Regions from separate parts of the Triticum aestivum genome. Here all the other regions are linked to region 3. Evidence: chromatin contacts called from public Hi-C and HiCAR-type data. All regions are on one chromosome and are shown on one strand. Each heading gives the region's core, a stretch centred on a gene start, on an enhancer-like site or on the middle of the called end of the contact. The rest is flanking DNA. Distances are from core to core; before and after follow the strand shown.

Region 1 (2,700 bases), core at 112-2,611, 190 kb after region 3:
CCAACTCAACAAACACTATCGGAGACACCTGTAGAGCATCTTTATAATCACCCGATTGTGTTGTGACGTTTAATAGCACACAAAGTGTTCCTCCGGTATTCGGGAGTTGCATAATCTCATAGTCATAGGAACATGTATAAGTCGTGAAGAAAGCAATAGCAATAAACTAAACGATCATAGTGCTAAGCTAACGGATGGGTCTTGTCCATCACATCATTCTCTAATGATGTGATCCCATTCATCAAATGACAACACATGTTCATGGCTAGGAAACGTAATCATCTTTGATTAACAAGCTAGTCAAGTAGACGCATACTAGGGACACTCTGTTTGTCCATGTATTCACACATGTACTAAGTTTCCGGTTAATACAATTCTAGCATGAATAATAAACATTTATCATGATATAAGGAAATATAAATAACAACTTCATTATTGTCTCTAGAGCATATTTCCTTCATTTCGTACATGGATAAATAAATTCATAAGGGTCATTTAATACAAATAAACACATTTTTAGAAATTGGCCACATAGACAAGCATACAGTCATCCCTATGAACACACACACTTCAAGAGACGAAGTCATTATAGACGCCTTGTAGTTGACAGAAACATCTCTTCCCACTAAACGAATGTCGCTGAAAAATCAGAAATAAATCGGAAAAAATGGGAGCATGAATGTTAATTTTAGGATTTAAAACCAATGTGCTCCTAACGTTCGTAACATATTTCTTTCTACCGGATTCTCTTTTGTTTCTGTATTTGTCAGCGGCCGCAAAGCTGTGCATCGCACAGAGTCTGCTCCTTTGACGGTCATACCATAACTTTTTTCTTTATTTTTTCGCGAAAGGTGGTACCATACCCGGCCGGAGTAGGCACGTAGCACATCTCCCGAACTAGGAAGCACCGCGTCCATCCTTTCACCCTGATGGACATGTTCTCTCTACTCTACCAAACGAAAGCCACTTTCATTAGCCATCAAAACAAACTCCTCCAAAACGATACCGTACCTAAACATCGAACCAATTTACGAAAATGCCGAACAAAAGGTAATGTAGAGCTTACTTTAGCTAATTCTCTCTATACTCTGCAGATTTTATTTTTGGCAACCAAACAGCTGAAATCGAAACCGGTCTCGAACCTACAAACGGAGGAAGAACCTGGTCCATGCGCGACAGAAGCCGCGGCACCCGTACGGAGGCGACGCTCCCTGCCAAAGGTCGACCGTGGACGAGGTCCACGGACCCCGGGGTCCCGATTCCCAGTATATGCTCTCGTCTCGTGGGTGGTGCGAGGGAATCCGGTGCGGCTCGGCCCCCCAACCGCGGCTTCCAACCCACTCCTGCTTCCACTAAAGCGTTATCCCCCGCGTGGCCACCTCCCGGCCGTCCACCCCGCGATCCGACGGCCCCGGAAGCCCGAGCTACCGGCCCCGTACGCCTGCCAGGCCCACGACGCTTTCCCCCCGTATATCTTTTCGCGTCGCCAGAAAGGAAGGCCACGCCTCAAAGTTAATATCGCGGCATCGGGTCCTGCGCTGCGCGCCTGCTGCTGCTCCCTCGCCCTCGCCTCCGCTGCCGTCGCGCGAGATCAACCCCGCCGGTGAGGGACCCCTCCCCTCTCCCCCTCCCTTCCTCGCCGCCGGTTCCGTTTCCGGTGGCCGGACCGGTTGCTGCGCCGCCCGCTCTCGTCGGTTCCGCTTTGTTGAGTCGCGGCGCGGTGCCACTGTACTGTACTGTACGAGTGTGCGCATTTCCTGGTTCCTGTCGCTTGCAGTCCGTGCTTCTGCTTATTTTTTCTCCGGTTACGGGCTCTCTGGTTCGGTGGGTTCGGTGGGATCCTTCTGCTCTGATTCGTGTGAGGGATGGTGGTGCGTTTCGCGATTGGTCGATTGTGGTATGGTTCGTCGCCTCTTTCTCGTCTGCTTCTTCCCTTTTTGCTCCGCAGGGTAAAATTTCCCCCTCTGTTCACCTGCTCCTCCATCTCTCTCTCTCTCTGTACGCTCCTGTGCATTTTGGTGGTCTTGAACGCTCATTCCACCGCGATTCAAGTGCTCAAATCTCCCCTGGGTTTCGAATAGGACGACGACGACGGCGAGAACCCGGCGGTGCTTTTTTTCGATTTTTTTAATCTGTTCTCTGGATTTAGTCCGATCTGTTTCGCGGCTGCAGAGGCGCGGATATTTTGCTCCTTCCGTGGTGTTCCTTCTCGTCCTTTTTGAGCAACTTCTCTTTCCTCGAGTTTGCCAAACTTGTAGCAGCATGCGTCGCTGCTCTCCAAATCTGTTCGTTGCGGTTGCGGCGGCTGTTTCCCCTCTTAGATAAAGTTTTTTTTTACCCGCATTTGTGCTTTGTCTCGCCTATGCTCCTGGATGATTCTGTTACTATTTCTAGAGAAGAGAACCCGAGTTGGACCATGCGGTAGTTGTTCTTCAGGGAAAGGCTCTTAATCTCGGCTGATGCTTCAGGGGAAGGCTCTAAATCTCGGCTGATGTTCAGTTAGTATTTAGGACGTGATGGTGATGTCATCTTCCGATTTATTTTATTTTGCTTCCGAAGATCATGCTAGCTTTGACTAGTAGTAGTAGCACACTACAGTCCTGTCCAGTCCTCGCATAGATTATTAGCCTAGGTCCTGTCTGTCTGTTAAATTAATGTTACTTGTTAATATTGTTTACTGATAGTATATTGCTGCTATTT
Region 2 (2,700 bases), core at 67-2,566, 200 kb before region 3:
GCTCATAGCATTGCAATTTAAGCTTGCGTCGCAAAAGAACGTGAGGTACGCTAATGAATCCGGTGCGCAAAGTGCTCATTTGCAGCACGAAACCACACACGCAGAGACACAGGGGTGGTAACAGGGCATACCAGTGACTCCTTGAATGCCTCGACGGCCAACTCATCCATCAGTTCCTGGCTCTTGTTGTATACCAGATCATTTTGCACACCTGCAGAAAATCGAATCACATTCAGCCCCATTCTCAGTTGATTACAAAATGTGGACCGATATCCTGCATGTTCAGATGCTTGGATGATCTCACACTAATTCAGAATACAACCAAATTCCCCTGGTTTTATTTAAGACTGAAACCAACCCTCCTATGCTATCATGGCATTCCCATCATTCTAGCAACATGGATCCATGATAACCAGGATACCAGCCAACAACTTTCCTGATTGCGGTTCCTCTATCTAGGTGGGGTCGTGAGGGCATGATATATGCGCCAATTGACCCTTCTTTCTTTCCTGGCAACATTCAAGTTGATGAGGTCGTGGGGCACAAAATGTTAATCCAAGGATGGTGCCTCATCACTGCTATAAAGAGACGATCGTATTCCAACCCAAACTAAAATGTGCCACAGTTCGGTGGCTGGACCGCCCTAAAAATTACTAGTATACTGTACTGTGTTTTGTTATAACATTAGTAAATAAAAAAATCGAGCAACCCTAGAGAAGCGCGCGATTCGGGGACTCAACTGGAGACGGCGTGGACGAGGTGGAGGGTGTCGGCGATGCGCGCGAGGTGGGCGAGCGCCCAGCGGAAGGCGTGCCTGGAGTTGGGGCCGAAGTCGACGGCGACGAGCAGGTCCCTGCCGCGGCGGCGCTCCCCGGTCTCGCGCTCGAGCTCCGGCGCGGCGTGGGGCACCACCGGGATGAGGCGCGGCAGCACCACCTCCCTCCAGCTGTACTCCTCCACGTCCTCCTCCACCGTCTCCATCGCCTCCGCTCGGTGGTCGGTACCGCTACCGCCGACGGCGAAACCCAACGCCGCCCGCCCGCTCGCTCGCCTCCACCTACCCCTTTTCGATTGCTTTTGCCGCACTCACTACGTACGTACGTCGTTCTGCTAGCAGCTGAAGTAAGTACTAGTAGCAGCAAAACGTTAACCGTGGTGCTCGTAGTATATTTATGTTGGCCGGTGACGACGGCGTTAAGCTCGGTCTGCCGGTGCCGGGGTATCGTGCTGGCGCGGTCGCCTCGCCGACTACACCTCCTCCCTCGTCCTAGTTCATTTCGTGCATCTTCGTCATGCGTTTCTCGCCATGTAAATTCAGAGGTCAAGCAGTAAATCTGGATTTCATCATGGATCCATCCATTTACCGTGGTCGCTGGCTGGTCCTTCTCCTCCTCCTCCTCCTCCTCCTCCTCCTCCATGTAGGCGGAGTGGTGCTACGGCCAGATACGGTCAAAGGGCCACGTGAAGTGGGGAAGAGGGGGGAAGAAATAGGCGGCCAGGGGCCCAGGGCCCATCCGTACGCCGCGGGTTTCAATCTCCCAGTGCTCACACATTTTCCTCTTTCTTTTTCTTTTTCAGAGGACGCCCGCACCTTCTAGAAGGCCAAGAAGATTCGGCGGGGATCACCACGCCACGCAACGCAAGCGAGGACGAAGGCGGTGTGTATATGACATGGACAATGACGGAGTTGGCTGCTGCGGTGCTTCTCCGCGGGCGAGGGAACCCACGATTACCCAAGAAAAGCAATCTGGTTCGAGGTTTATCTGCTGGCATATACTCCCTCTGTTCGGAATTACTTGTCTCGAAAATGGATGTATCTAAAACTAAAATACATCTAGATACATCCACTTCTGAGACAAGTAATTCCGAACGGAGGGAGTACGTATAATGGTTAAATGAACTCTTGGATGCTTCTACTGTTATTATCACTTTCTCACTCTTCAAGGTGCCTTCAAAGAAAAACATTCTTCTCTGGCCCTCAGGCAGCGTAGATCATCAAGATATGCAGATATGCAAGGTCCAGGGAAGCAGATATGCAAGATAATCTACTCTAGTCGGAATATCTGGGGACTTACCCTGAAAAAAAGGGAATTTCTGGGAACTATAATCAAACTACGCGTGGGACACATGCCACAGAAAAAGAAATGATTGGAGGCTGAGATTATGGGCACTACTTCCTCTGACCGAAAATGTATTTATCAAAAGTTACGTCCTTTTAAATCTGTAATCAGTTTACACTTGTAGCATTTCAAACAATATATTTTGCCCTTGAAGAACGCATCGATTTTCAGGTCTTCATACGTTTCTGACTACAACGTTTTGCAGTAAGATCTCAGACCGATTCAGCACAAACCCTCCCAAGTTCGACACAGATCCTAGAAAACGCGGTGGCATGAGAATGCTGACAGCCGCCAATCGCAGTAGCTAGCAGGAGAAAAAACACTCAAGAATTTCTGGGGAGAGCAGGCGAAGATGAACAACAATGTCCATAAAGGCAGTGATATGTCACTGCTAAACATTCCAACAACAACAACAATAATACATACCAGTCGCTTACAACAGTTGGCCCAAATCATCCTGGGGGGTCTGCCAAGATACGGGGATATCATTGCCCCCATCTTCATCCGGCAAAGCTACCATCAATCTACCACCTACCATCTCTCCCCAGGGGCATTCGTCCCAAGAGTCGAAGCAAAAGAT
Region 3 (2,700 bases), core at 119-2,618:
AAAAACTCATCAGTGTCTGATTCACCGCCTACAATTCCGGTTCCCAAATCCATTGTCTGCAAACCATGATCAGAAGTGTCACCGCCAACAGCCGCATCTCGTTCTTCTTCATCCTCTCTAGGCTCCATAATATCATCCTCGGACGAAAGGCCCTCGACGTAGCACGGGAGATCCTCCATCGGGCTAACGACAGTCTTCATGTGGCAGGGGAGGGGCGGGCAGCCTGCGGTGAACTTGGTATTCTTGGTGGAGAAGAAGTTCACCGTGAGATTCAAGCTGGCAACACACACACACAGGCATCAGAACAGCCGTTCACATCAGTATACTGTTACTAGTCAACTCTGGCCGGCCCCAAGAAAAGAAGAATCCATGGATGGAGCAGCTAGAGATAGGAGAAAGAGAGAGGGGCCTTACTTCTCCCATGAAGGGAGGTTGAGCATGGTGTAGGCGAGCTTGACCTTGTTGCCGATGCCGCCGAGCGACTTGAATTCGGCGGCGGCCTTGCGAACGGCCAGCGACTCGGTAGGGTGCTGCCACGCCCACTCGAACTGCAGGCCAAGAAACGGAGGCGGCCACGTTTAGTAAGAAAAAAAAACCGAGGAGCCACCGTAACCCACCATCCAACGAAGCGAATCTTTCAAGGGGAAGAAGGGTTGGTTAATTACCTGGAGGGCGGCGACGTTGGTGGGGAAGCCGTAGATGCAGAGCATCATCTCCCAGGGGCGGCCGCGCTTGGTCCGCCAGGCGCCGCATCGGAGCTCGCCGTTGTGCTGCCGGATCCGCCGCCGCGGGTTCACCGTGAACCTGCCACACGACCGTCAATCAATCAGGTGCAAGAAGCAAAGATGAGATTTTTGATTGATGCGAGACGAGGCGGGGGGTGGGGGTACCCGATGTAGGTGCGGCTCTTGCTGCGCGGGCAGAGCGACCGGAGGAGGTAGCAGCAGAAGAAGCCACCCCCGCCGCCGGCGGCTTTCTCAGGTCCATCTTTGGTTTCCTCGTGTCCGTCGCCCGCCACGGCTGCCGCCTTCGCCGCAGCACGCGGCCTCCTCTTGCCCTTGGCCGCCGTTCCCCTTCTTGCCCTGCCCATCCCTCTCTCTCTCTCTCTCTCTCTCTCTCTCTCTCTCAGAGCAGCCTGATGCGGATTTGGGCGAATTGGATGGGGGATTGCTCCGAGATGAAGGCCGCCTTTCCGATCCCGAGTGATGGATTAGAAGGCAACGGCTATTTTTCAACCGATGGATTTACACCCTTTTTTCTGAGGAGAGAAACCTCACTTGACCCAGTCGTCAGACGCGTAGCGCTCGGCTGGCTGTCTAATCCTCTTTGTGGGCTGGACCCCTTCCTGGGCTTCGTCCCGGGCCTCCGTCATGGGCCTGGAGCCTCGACTGCGAGAAGATGGGCAGACGGCCGCCAGAAACCCTAGCGCGGAGGGCACGCGACGGGCGTGCTGTGCCAGTGTGCCCTGCCTCTGTGGGGTTTGGTGGAAGCAACACATGAAAACAAATCGACTTCTGTTAATGGGACCTACCTGGCAGCTACACAGCTGGCGGGCGGAGGGGCTCTGAGAGTGCCCTGTATCCACCGGGATTGAGGTTCCGTTTTATCTGGATGAAATGAAACACGGTTGACTCACAAATATGCTTGCAGTAGCTGACTTGCAAATTGAAAAAAAAAACAGGTTGTGGAGGTTCTCACTCACATATCAAAAAGGGAGAGTTTCGATCTCCCCGCAAGTTTGGCTTACACCATTGCGACTCGATCCGCGCACAACATGAGGGAGGCGATATTGGCTCTGGAGGCATGCAGAGCTAACAGGTATGCTTTGTAGTATTCGTTGTCCCTTCTCAAGTCTTCTTATTTCCTTCGGTTTTGTATTATGATGATGATCCTAGCATGTGCTCTTCACTTCCATTTTTCCCTTTGATCTATCAGCTACCCCTTCGTGGATGGACAAGCTATACCGCTAGGATGGGATGGTGTTCTTGAGGAACTCGCAGCAGAAATTTTAGAAGATCCTTCTCCCAAAAGGTCTGCTGGAGTAAAACAAAATTTAGCCATGAATGTTTTCATTGTCCTTCTCCTTGGTTGTGAACATGTTATCATTATGCTTCAAGTACCACCAATATTTCACTTTATGAATTGCCGCAGCTTTGATCAGTCACCATTGGTTGATTTATTTTACTAACACAGGAAAATTTTATTGAGCTGTGCGATTACATTCAGACTGATTTGCTAACGCGTCAACGTATTACGCAGGTTATTTTTGGTACGAGGCAAGCTCCAAAAACTTTTGGTTGAATCCGTGCCTCCTAAACTTGTTCTCCAGGTACGAGTTATTCAGATTTAACCTCAAGGATGCTACTACTATATAACTCCACAGACACAATCGCATGATTAAACATCATTCTTGATTATTATTTTGCCTGCAGAAACTCGTAGAGCTGTTCCTGAAGGGAATACATGCTAACATAAAGAGGGATGTTTATTACTGGCACGCCTACTACGTAAGTTTCCTCGGCATATTTCTGTTTAAATGCACTTCCCAGGGGAGCTATGATAGCCATGCACGAAAATGCTGAATTTCAGGATAAGAGGTTGCCGGCTGGTGCCAGTGCACTGCTGAAACTGGAAGGTAATTTGGCACTCATGTTATCATGTAAACTAAAAACAGCCTGAAACCATGAAAGTTAATTGTTG

The links. Hi-C and Micro-C count contacts between places; a contact is called where the count stands out from the background. HiCAR-type assays count read pairs that join an accessible place to other places.
Region 1: a contact with region 3 is called in a HiCAR-type map of leaf, with 4 times the contacts expected there. The contact joins the promoter of LOC101290593 here to the promoter of LOC123128125 in region 3. A contact is called at or near these places in 2 of 5 Hi-C or Micro-C datasets (both in leaf) and 1 of 1 datasets of contacts at active chromatin or transcription factors (leaf).
Region 2: a Hi-C map of leaf shows a contact between it and region 3, with 5 times the contacts expected there. The contact joins the promoter of LOC123128130 here to the promoter of LOC123128125 in region 3. A contact is called at or near these places in 3 of 5 Hi-C or Micro-C datasets (all in leaf).

What each region holds. Positions count from the first base shown.
Region 1 is chr6A:501,315,719-501,318,418 of IWGSC CS RefSeq v2.1, reverse strand. LOC101290593 (soluble inorganic pyrophosphatase) reads left to right here and starts at 1,361. Exons shown (of 9, transcript XM_044548054.1): 1 at 1,361-1,603.
Region 2 is chr6A:501,702,418-501,705,117 of IWGSC CS RefSeq v2.1, reverse strand. LOC123128130 (universal stress protein A-like protein) reads right to left here and starts at 1,316. Exons shown (of 5, transcript XM_044548063.1): 1 at 741-1,316; 2 at 132-211. The coding sequence starts at 981. It overlaps LOC123128128 (tubby-like F-box protein 5), which reads right to left. Exons shown (of 4, transcript XM_044548060.1): 4 at 2,470-2,700.
Region 3 is chr6A:501,501,250-501,503,949 of IWGSC CS RefSeq v2.1, reverse strand. LOC123128125 reads right to left here and starts at 1,368. Exons shown (of 4, transcript XM_044548057.1): 1 at 891-1,368; 2 at 666-804; 3 at 415-548; 4 at 1-276. The coding sequence starts at 1,090. It overlaps LOC123128124, which reads left to right. Exons shown (of 12, transcript XM_044548056.1): 7 at 1,682-1,818; 8 at 1,936-2,031; 9 at 2,260-2,329; 10 at 2,433-2,507; 11 at 2,590-2,635.